2 separate regions of the Oryctolagus cuniculus genome follow, and region 1 is linked to region 2. A link is a contact called in public Micro-C data. All regions are on one chromosome and are shown on one strand. Each heading gives the region's core, a stretch centred on a gene start, on an enhancer-like site or on the middle of the called end of the contact. The rest is flanking DNA. Distances are from core to core; before and after follow the strand shown.

Region 1 (5,482 bases), core at 910-3,409, 40 kb before region 2:
AAGGCAGAGTTACAGAGAGAGGGAGAAAGAGATCTTCCATCTACTGGTTCATTCCCTAGATGGCTGCAAGGGTGCCAATGTCCAAAGCTGGGCCAGACTGAGGCCAGGAGCCAGGATCTTCCTCCAGGATGATACATTGTCATTAACTACAGCTACCTTGTTGTGCAATAGACATCTTTTTTTTTTTCTAAAGATTTAGTTATTTATTTGAAAGTCAGAGTTACACAGAGAGAGGAGAGGCAGAGAGAGAGAAGTCTTCTGTCTGATGTTTCACTCCCCAGATGGCCACAACGGCCGGAGCTGCACCGATCTGAAGTCAGGATCCAGGAGCTTCTTCTGGGTCTCCCACGTGGGTGCAGGGACCCAAAAAGCCATAGCAGAGAGCTGGATTGGAAGAGGTGCAGCAGGGACTAGAACCATCACCCATATGGGATGCCAGCACTTTAGGCCAGGGTGTAAACCCACTGCGCCACAGCACCGGCCCTCTGCAATGGATATCTTGAACTTGTTCTTCTGACTGTAATTACCTCTGGCCAACATCTCCCATCCCTTGTAACTACCCAGCCTCTGATTAACCACAGTTATGATTTCTACTTCCATGAGTTCAACTATTTTATTCTACATATGAGTGAGGTCATGCAGTATTTATTTTTCTGTGCCTGGCTTCTTTCACTTAACATAAAGGCTCCCAGGTTCATCCATGTTGTTGTATGTGCCAGGGCTTTGTCTTTTTTTACTGCTAAGTAGTATGCTACCATGTACACAGATACTGTGCTTTTCATCCCTTCACCTGTTGTTGATGGACACTTAGGTTGATTCCATACCTTGGCTACTGGGGATAATGTTGCCATAAACGTGGAAGTACAGCTGACTTTTTGACGTACTGACTTTATTTCCTTTCATTTTAAAGCCTTTGGCGATCAAAGAGCAATCATCTTACCCAGAAGGTCAGGCCCTGGAGAACTGGCACAAACCACCCAGGTGAGAGCAGAGCGTAGATTTACATGCATGTCTAGGACTCTGAACGAGGTTATGAGGGAAGCATATTTGAGGAACTAAAGGAATGTCATCAGTGCAATATCATTCCACAGATAAAATTCTGTGGGACAAAGAGAAATTAAGACATTTAATACAGAGTAAGATACTATCTGTCTCTCAATAGTTTCACAATCTAGTGAAATATATTACAAATATATACAAATAATGGTTGTATACAGAAGATGTTGGGGGAGGGGCAGGCATTTGGCATAGCAGTTCAGACTACACTTGGGATGCCCACATGCCATATGTGAGCACCTGAGTTCTAGTCCCAGCTCTGCTCCTGGTTCCAACTTCCTGCTAATGCACACCCTGGCAGTCAGCCATTCACAAGGGAGACCCAGATTGAGTGCTTGACTCCTGGCTTCCGCCTGGCCCAACCCTGGTTGTTGTGGGCATCTGGGGAGTGAATCAGCAGATGGGTGATCTCTGTCTCTTTGTTTTTCAAATAATTTTTTTTAAAAAATTACAAAAAGATAAGTGTAATGATAACCCTATCTCATCTGACTCCTTTCTTATAGCTACCTTATCCCTTAGACACATGTTATTTTTCTGATTATTGTTTTTAAATAAAACTCCAAGCTGTCCTTTCAAAGGGTAATTGTTTAGGGGGAAATCCTGTCTTATGTGTACCACACCTCTATGACTTTATTTAGGTCTCATAAAATCCAGTAAATCCAGGTCCCTTTCTAGAGCTCAATGGGCTGTGCTGTAATAATGGACATAAATGTCTTCCAGCTGAAATGACCAAAGCCCGACAAAACCAAAGACTGACACTGTCACTCTGGGGTGGAATCTCAATTATTCATCTGGTTGTGTTCCTTCTGGCAATCCATTTAAACACTCACCCAGATTATCATCTAGGTACAGAAGTAACCAGAAAGTTAGAGCTGGTAACTTTCAGCTATTGAGCGTTTTACCCAAAACCCACACAGGTGGACGTGTAATGTAGAGCAAGAAATTACTGCAACACTACAAACTTGTGATCCATTTTGCAAAAATCTACTAAGACCAACGGAAGTGTGGTGCAACGAATCCTTGCAAATTAATAGAGAAAGCGCGATTGTTCCGTAACACCTTGGTCCCCAAAGTAACTCAGGTGACCTGCCCAACACCAATCACTCATTACATTACGGAGGAGTCCAGGGCTTCAGCCCTGCAGCAGTGAGTTGAAAACGGGGTCGCGTGAGCCGTGGGAAGCGCCCCGGGCTTCCAGATGGAGTGTTTGCTACAGCGGAGAAAGGGAGAGTGGAAAAGGTTGCCCAGATCCTCGCACGCGTCCCACCCTCCAGGTCAGGCCCTGATCAGTTTCCAAGATCTGGGGGACCAAGACCCCGGAGAGAGCCGAGGTGTCCCACAAGGTAACTCCCAGGAAAAGGCGGAGGCGGCCGCAGCGGGAGGCGCGGCGTCCAGTCGCTGGGGTCCGCGCCCAGGAGGGGGACTCGGTGGGGAGGGGGCGGGAGCGGCGGTGGGCAGCGCAGGGAGGAGGGGAGGGGCGAGGCGCGGTCGCTGGCCCCATCCCCTCGTCGGCGCTCCCCTTCCCGCCCGTCCTGGCCGGGCACCCGAGCGCATCCCGCCGCGGCCGAGCCACTTCAGGGGGAGGCGCCAACTCGTCGCGGTGCTGGGCCCCCGATCGAGCAGTAACCGCGACCCAGGAGGCGGAGCAGACGCGGCTTGGGCCTGCGCTGAGGTGAGGTGTGGGGGTGGCGTGTGAGGCCGAGGCGGGGCGCCAGGCGTGCAGCAGGCAGCTCGCAGGTACCCCAGCAACGGGGCTGGGCTCGCCAGCATTTCCCGCCCCCACTCCTCGACCGCGGCTACCGCCTAGGGGCCCCCGGGGGCGAGAGCCTCGCCCCAGCCGCGGGCCCGGGCGTCGCTGCGCATGCGCAACCCAGGTGGCGGGGGCTGGACGCCACGCTCGGGCTACATCCCAGCCTAGGCCTCAGGGCGGAGGCTGCATCGCGCATGCGCGAGCGGCGAGCGGTTGTGGGGGTCGCATCTGCTACTTGGCTTTGGCCAAGGGGGGCTTTGCGTTTGCCTCAGTCCGCTGGGGTCCGTTTGGCGTTGCTCCTGGGCAGTCGCTTGCCCGGAGCCTGCTCTGCTAGGCTTCTGCGTCCTGTCAGGCCCCCGGGGAGAGGCGTCCTAGGGCGCAGGTGTGGCGCCTGTCTCGGAGTATCGTTTTCTCTCCCTGTTCTTCACCGTGTGTGCGCTGCTGTGTTTATTTCTATCGCCTGGACCCCTGGCTTCGCCTTGTAAATCGAACAGGCTCGCTAGCCCAGGTGATAGGATGTTTTCGACATGATGTCGAGGGATAGCGCGGAGAGTTCGAATTTGCTGGACGAAACTGTCAGGCCCTGCTAAGGGAGACAGGAGGGGAAGTCGGCGGCGTACATCTTAAGCCGGAGGTACTTCTGGGCTCCGCCCCGGAAGCAGCGGTTTTCCAGGCCTTGAAAACTTTCAAGTGCCCCGCCTTGGCTGAGGAAGAGCTTCCTGCCCGCGTTGGAAGGCGAGTGCAGAACAAAGTTCTGCTTTTGTTCTTTGCAAAGCTACAGAAACTTGCAGACAGCTCGAGGCCAGGACTGTAGCGAAACGCATGTGGCTGAGCTGGCTTGTTCTGCACTTGGCAACTTAATCCGTGTCAGAGCCGAATAAAAGTGGTTGAATGTACAAGCTGAGCTTTGGCAGTTTACTCTCCTCCTCCACCCCCCCGACTGGAAGGTGATAGCATCAAATGTGACTCGAGCCTCCCAGCTTTGCTATTTCCTAGTCCTGAGTCCCTGCCTGGCTGAACACCTCGTGGCGCAGTAGTACTTAGCTAGGTCGGTTTTGTGGCTCCTGGGGCTGCTGTGCTGTTTTTAACAATGTCATTACCGTCTGCATTGTAATCTTATATGCTGTGCTGATACAGTTGTTGAGGGTTGGAATAGAAGCGCCGCGTAGGAATGGAGACTCGGAGTGCTCCAGGTGAAATGTCATATCTTCTATTTCCTACTGCCTGGGCACTGCATACCTGTTACTAAGTAGTAGGTAAAGCCCGCAGGACGAGGCGCCCTTGGGTACCTCACTCCCACCATACACGCCTAATCGCTGTGGCTGGGCTCGCCCCGGGACGCCTGCACTTGATACTTCCTCCCTGCTCAGTACTCACTTTCCCACTCCATTGAACCTGCATGGCACTGTACTACATTTTCAGATGTTAGGGTTCAAAAAAGGTGGGGAAGCATCTAGTTAAAGTGGAAAAGACTATTTGAGGGGAGGACAGAATGGAAGGGTGAAGAGAGTGGAGGTTCAGCCTGGGCAGGCGGTTTGAGGCCAGGCTTCATCCCGTTTGAGCGGCAGGTGGAGTTCCTTCTTAGGCTGCTTGTTGGGGGAGGTGCAGAGTGCCGCCTGGACCCTGACAGGGTGGGTGGGGTGCGTGCAGCAAGGCTCAGTGTACAATGCATCCTCTTAGCAGTTTGGAATGTCCCAGCTAAGGGGCTTTTCCAAATAAACATTCCACCGACCTTTAGATTATCTGCACCTGGCTTCATTGGGTTAGGGGATCAGGCCTCAGTGACTTAGGGGGTTCAAATACCCTGGACTTCATGCAGTCTTGGAGAAGTGATTATATCCTCTGGCATAGCCCCTATTCTGACTCTCCAACCTCTTATCCCACTCTTTTGGCATTGTAGCACTTAAGTGCTATCTTATGTTGTGTACCTGAATTCATGTGAGCTATCTTCACCCGGAATCAAAGCTCAGAAGGTGTTTGTTAACTAAATGATAGAAATTGGAATCTAACTCACTCCGGAGATACTTTGTACTGAATTCGACATGGATTCCTTCCACAGACGTTCATTTCCTATCAGGTCCTGTCCTGGATGCTTGGTGTCTATCAGTGAACACAGATCCCTCCCCTCAGGAGCTTATATTCTTGAGAAAGGGGATCAATAAACATTTCATTATTATTCTAGAAATGATAAGTGCTGTGAGAAAATGAGAAAGGGGATTGGAAGTGCAGGTGTGGGCTGCAGTTTTAAACTAGTCCTCATGATAAGTCTGAAGAATAAATCGGAGTGGTGCTCCAGATGTGGAGAACTGGGTTTTAGAAGTACATGTCCTGGGAAGAGGTGGGCTTTGCCACGTTCTGCTATGTCTCAAATGTGGGTCTCCACACTGACAGATGTCGCCATCCTTTCTGTATGTAGGTAGAATGTATGTGTGTGTGTGTGTGTGTGTGTGTGTGTTTCAAGATTTACTTATTTATTCACAAGGTAGAATCCCAGAGAGGAAGGGAGAGAGAGAGAGGTCTTTCTCCACTGGCTCACTCTCCAGATGACTGCAAAAGCCAGACCATGCTGAAACCAGAAACCAAGAACTCCATCCAGGTCTCCCATGTGGATGACAAGAGCTCACGCACTTGGACAAACTGCTGCTGCTTTCCGATAGGCTCATTAGCAGGTAGCTG
Region 2 (5,722 bases), core at 3,065-5,564:
TGTGCCGGGCAGGTGTCCCTTTCGGGCGCTGCCCCAGAGAGCGTGTGTGCTGATGGCGGTGACCTGGAGAAGAAAGCCACTGCTGATGGAATTGGGGTGGGGAGCAACGCGGGAGGGGCAACTGGAACCACACAGCCTGCTCTTTCCGTCTCAGGAAGCCGTATGGACACCATGCTTTGTCCCTGATTTTCCACAGCGGAGCATCTGTGGAGTGAGTGGGCTTGGTATGGCCCCCTTGGGTAGAGATGAGTGGGAGTCAGCCCTGGTCCTCGCACAGCGCCCCGAGGGGGACATTCAGCCTCATGTCCCCCTAGTCCCTCCCAGGGCTGAGTTCCAATCAGGGTGCTTGAAGCCGTCCCCCCAGTAAACACCTCTTTCCCCCAGGCCTGCTAGACTTGGCTACGTTTTATAGAGAAAACCGTTTGAAAAAGCTCTGCCAACAAACCATCAAGCAGGGAATCTGTGAGGAGAACGCCATCGCCCTGCTCTCCGCGGCCGTGAAATACGATGCCCAGGTAAGGCAGGCCCCTCCCGCCGAGTCTTCTGCCACCCGCCCCCCTCCCCCCCGCTACCCACCACCCACCACCCATCTCTTGGCGCACCTGGCCTTGACGGCTGCCTCACACCTAAAACAGAAACAAACTCTAGGTCAGTTAACGACTTCATGTACAAGAAAAAAAAAATCACAAAAGTACTAGAAAAAATATGACTATTTTTTGTGATGTTAAAGTGGACGTCAATGGCAGAAACTGACAAGGATCGAAATATAAAAAAAATTTATGTCCACCCAAAACTACCACTGAGAAAATTGCAAATTAAATGATACATGGGGGGAATATTTGCAACATACAGCAAAGCAAGTTTACCATGGTGAAAAACAAAAAGAAAATAGAGCGGTTTGATGAAAATAACAATTAAAAAGACCCCAGGGAACAAATGGATCTATAAACAAATAAAAAATTCAATGAAAACAAGACACAGCTTTTTACCCATCAGACCAGGTAATACAGCTTTAGAAACAGCGCAGGATCTGTGATGGGTGAGCTCCTAGACTCTGCTGAGCGCTACTTGTTCAGGGAGGCAGTTGGGTGGAACGTGTGTCAAAAGCCCGAAAGCCGTACTTCTTCAGCTAAAGAATTTATCTTAAGAATGTGCTCCTGGATTTGGACAAAGATTCAGCTTCAGAAATGTTCACTGTAGCAGTTGAGGGTTTAGAAAGGTGAGAAAAAGGCACTGTGAAGGGGATCGTTGAAAACTATTAATGACGCCGCCTTTCCAGATTGGTCATGTGCCAGGCTGGGATCCTGTTAGCTTTTTTTAGAAAAGTAGAAAGAACTGAACAAAAAAACCTGAGGGCTGTGATCCACGGCTGCTATTGGATGACAGGATTGTGGATGATTATTTTTTCCTCCTCTTTGCTTGTTTTTCTGAATTTCCACAGTGAGTATGAGTTGTTATGATATTGAAGAAAGGAAAGAAAATATGTCTCAGAGCTGCATCTCGAGGATACAGGCCAGAACTTCTCGAGTCGATTTCCTTTTGGTGTAAGGATATCCTCTCCTTTGCTCAAAAACAGGGACATTTTAGTAAAACAGAAAAAAAGTTATAACTGGTTTTCTGCTTATGTAGACACTATTATGCTTATTAAAGAGAATTTGGAAAATACAAAAAAGTGAGAGGAAGGAAATGACTCATCAGCCCGAGAACATGACGACTCTCAGACAGCAACTTCTGATTTTTTTTCTGTCACATTATGCACAAGGGTCCTTCAGAAAGTTTGTTGGAAAAAAAAATGCATGTTTTGAAAAAAAATATACTTGGATTTCCAAGTTTTGGGCACCAAAATAAACATATTTTAATTCCATTTTTTGTGAACTTTTTGAAGTACACGTGAATCTATCTAAATATTTGAAGGCTGGGGCTGGCACTGTAGTGTACAAGGTTAAGCATCTTGCCTGTGGTGCCAGCATCCCAGATGGGCGTTGGTTCGAGTCCCAGCTACTCCACTTCTGATCCAGCTCCCTGCTAATGGCCTGGGAAAGCAGTGGAAGATGGTTCAAGTGCTTGGGACCTGGAGGAAGCTCCTGGCTCCTGCATTTGGAGTGGTCCAGGTCCAGCCATTGCGGCCATTTGGGGAGTGAACCAGTGGATGGAAGACCTTTCTCTCTGTCTCTCCCTCCCTCTCTTTGTAACGCTGCCTCTCAAGTGAATAAATTAATCTTTAAAAAAAATACTTGAAGGCTAGATCTTTTTAACGTAACATAGAAGAAAAAATCTTACGCATCTTGAGACATTGATGGCTAAGAGCCCAGTGAATGCTTGTCATACATCAAGGAAATAATATATTGGGCACTTAGGGCATGCAAAATGCCTCCTGGCCAAACAAGATGCAGGCGCTTTTCCTGGAGTTTGCTCTTTCAGTCATGGTGATGATACTGATCTCTGGGGCGGGCTGGTGACTCAGCGCTGTCATGAGAGCCAGGCTGTATTTCTAAGACTCTTCATATGCCCTATTGATGTGGATTTCCTGGATGGTCACCTTCCAGCCCTCTGTTTTCTAGGAAGCTCGCTCCTTGAGAAATGGCTCTGTTTTGCTCACACCGTATCTCTGATGCCCGGCGCAGTGCCTGACACGCAGGAGGTCCTCGTTCAGTATTTGTGCAGTGTGCGTTCTGCTTTGCCTATAGAGACGTTCCATTTTGCTGCACTCGTCTAGCTAATTCCCGTACCCTGAAGCGGTGTGACAGACTACAAGTGAATACACTGCATGCGAACTCAGTGTCACGTTGTTAGGAAGAACAGTGTATTTGACTTAGCTGACTCTTACAGCCCAGCGCGGATTTGAAGAATGTGAAGACTAGCAAACTATAGTCCTTCCTGCTGGACTGCCACCTAGCACATACTCAGTATGAGTCAGGCAGTAGTCGAAGCCCGGCTCATGTCTCATTTACTCTTTAGAACAGCCTTTAAAAATAAAGGCATTATTATTTTTATTCCCAATTTACACAGGAAGAAACTGAAGCATGGGGAGCATAAGTCAATTCTTAGTAAGCTAGTACAGTGCAAAACTGGAACGCAATCCCAGGGTGGACACATTTAACATGTACGTGTTGCACTGCAATTTTCCTGGTCCCTTTTATTCGAGCCTGCAGTGTTTATTGATACCACAGATGTTCACTGAGTGCCTGCTGTGTGGCTGGCACTGTTCTTAGGAACAAGGGGCTCTGCAGGTGAACAAAGCTGACCAGAACTCTGCCCTTACGGAACTTCCTGGTGCAGGTGATGGGCGTTAAGTAAGTGAGGACAATGTGTAGTGCGTCAGAAGGTCGTAACTGACACAGAAGGACGTCAGCCAGGGACAAGGGCTTGGGAGTGCCAGGCTGAGAGTGAAGTGGGCACTGGGCAGGTGAGCTGCAGGCGGAGCGTTAGAGAGCAAGCTCTTAGCGGATGGATGGAGTGAGCCGGAAGGTCGCAGGTGGCGCTGTGCAGGCGGTGTGTGGAGAGAGGCAGGGTCTGTGGGCCCAGAAAGCACCGTCAGAATCTGAGCCCTCCTCTGGGCGAGCTGGGGGAGGGGCTGGAGAGGAATAGACCTGCTGTGAGCAACAGGGTAGGGGCCCGTAACCATAGCCCCCGCAGTGTGGAGAAGCCTGCGGCAGGGACAGTGGCCGGTGCGATGCGTGACCCAGCACGTGCCCAAGGTGCGTGGGCCTTGGTTATTAGCTGCGGCAATGGTGAAAAGTGGTTGGCTTTTGAGTGTGATTTGAAGGCAGAGATGAGAGAATTTGCTGCTGGATTGGATATGGGGGAAGGGTAAGGGAGAAAAAGAAAGAAAACTAAGATGATTTCCAAAGTTTCTGGCCTGAGCAGAACAAAGGATGAAGTTGTCATTTATTGAGATACGGAAGACTGGGAGGAATTTTGGGGGGAATAGTGGGAGTTTTTTTTCTTTCTTTTAAGATTTATATATTTATTTGAAAGGCAGAGTTACAGAGACAGGAGAGACAGAGAAAGGTCTTCCATTTGCTGGTTCACTCCCCAAATGGCCACAATGGCCAGACCTGGGCCTGTCCTAAGCTAGGAGCCAGGAGCTTCATCCGGGTCTCCCACGTGGGTGCAGGGACTCAAGCACTTGAGCCATCCTTCACTGCTTTCCCAGGTGCGTGAGCGGCCGGGACTTGAACCAGCGCCAATATGGGATGGCAGTTTTCCAAGTGGTGCCTTAGCCTTTGATGCCAGCCCCTGAGGCTCCCTTCTGAGTGCTGTTTCCACAGTGAACTGGGGAAGGGCAATAGCTTAGCACTGAGGCTGAGAGAGGAGGTGCAGGGCTTAAGGAGAGACAGTATGAGTCACCCAGGAACTATGCTTGAATCACAGGACAGAACCAAGGGCCCCATGACAAAGATGAAGCTGTGTGCAGTACCAGCCTTTCAAGTAGGCTACACGCCCTAACCCTAACCCTGATGGAAAACACCAGGGCTTTGTTGGGTATGGACAGAATTTCCTTATTACCAGTACCACCCTGTGCCAATTTATTGAGTCCTTGGAATCTCGGGAACTCTTTCCAAGTCCTGTCCTTGCTTAAGTATGGTGAGAAATTTCCATCCTAGAAAGTAAAGGAGAGTAGGTGCAAGTGATTTTCTCTCCCAGTAACTAGCAGTTCTGTCGATGCTGTCTGGATCTGGGAGGCCTCGCACTGCGCATCACTGAAACGCGTGTATTATGCTCTAGTTCTAGCTGAGTAGTGGAGCTACGTGCCTGTGTAATTCGGCCGAGGAGTGGGTATCTGGCGTGCTTCATTGTCATGTGCTGTAGGCACGAGTGGCCTTGCTAAGGTGCAAACAAGTACATCACTGCCGGTGGCCATCGGGCTCCTCTGTGTGTGTGTGAGATCAAGGGCGTGTGTGAACTTTAGCTGCCTCACCACAGGGGGCTTCCCTGCGTGCCCTTGCCAGCCTGCCCCGCTGTGTTCAGCTTTGCCTCCTGGGGTTTGTTTCTTCTCTTGTAAGGAAATGCACTGTGGCTTTGTGTGTACATTGGCATGGCAGTTGGTACTGCTAATGTTTCCTTTGACTTTTTTTTTTTGCCTTCAGCATTTGCTGTAATTTTTGCGTCCAAAGAAGAAAAGACCATAGAGTGTGTTGTGCATATGTATGCTTGGAAGTGACTTGGGAGCTTTATTTTATTTATTTATTTATTTTTGACAGGCAGAGTGGACAGTGAGAGAGAGAGAGACAGAGAGAAAGGTCTTCCTTTTGCCGTTGGTTCACCCTCCAATGGTCACCGCGGCCGGCGCACTGCGGCCGGCGCACCACGCTGATCCGAAGCCAGGAGCCAGGTGCTTCTCCTGGTCTCCCATGTGGGTGCAGGACCCAAGCACTTGGGCCATCCTCCACTGCACTCCCGGGCCACAGCAGAGAGCTGGACTGGAAGAGGGGCAACCGGGACAGAATCCGGTGCCCCAACCGGGACTAGAACCCGGTGTGCTTGTGCTGCAGGCGGAGGATTAGCCTAGTGAGCCGCGGCGCCGGCCGAGCCTTATTTTTTATGAATTGTCTTCAGTGCCATAGAGGGGGAATCTTTCAAAGTTGTCACCACCTGGCGGCACCTGGTGCTGGGTCAGATGGCACCGCAGCCCAGGGTCCAGGGCAGCTTGGAGGTCCCGTCCCGGCAGGTGGCCGCACCTTCCCAGGACCGTAAGAGTACTGGGTTGCCCTCACTCTGG

The links. A called contact is a pair of places that touch in the nucleus more often than the background predicts.
Region 1: a contact with region 2 is called in a Micro-C map of ear pinna, with 2.1 times the contacts expected there. The contact joins the promoter of RCBTB2 here to the enhancer-like site in region 2. A contact is called at or near these places in 3 of 6 Hi-C or Micro-C datasets (ear pinna, skin fibroblasts and an unstated tissue).

What each region holds. Positions count from the first base shown.
Region 1 is chr9:67,531,070-67,536,551 of mOryCun1.1, reverse strand. It overlaps RCBTB2 (RCC1 and BTB domain containing protein 2), which reads left to right and starts at 2,159. Exons shown (of 12, transcript XM_008273815.4): 1 at 2,159-2,399.
Region 2 is chr9:67,492,538-67,498,259 of mOryCun1.1, reverse strand. It overlaps RCBTB2 (RCC1 and BTB domain containing protein 2), which reads left to right. Exons shown (of 12, transcript XM_008273815.4): 11 at 385-515. Among named protein-coding and RNA genes, the nearest start is that of RCBTB2, 39 kb to the left of the region's middle. Within about 2 kb of position 4,314, at least 1 of the 8 cell types and tissues checked has an H3K27ac peak or open chromatin away from gene starts, as enhancers often do.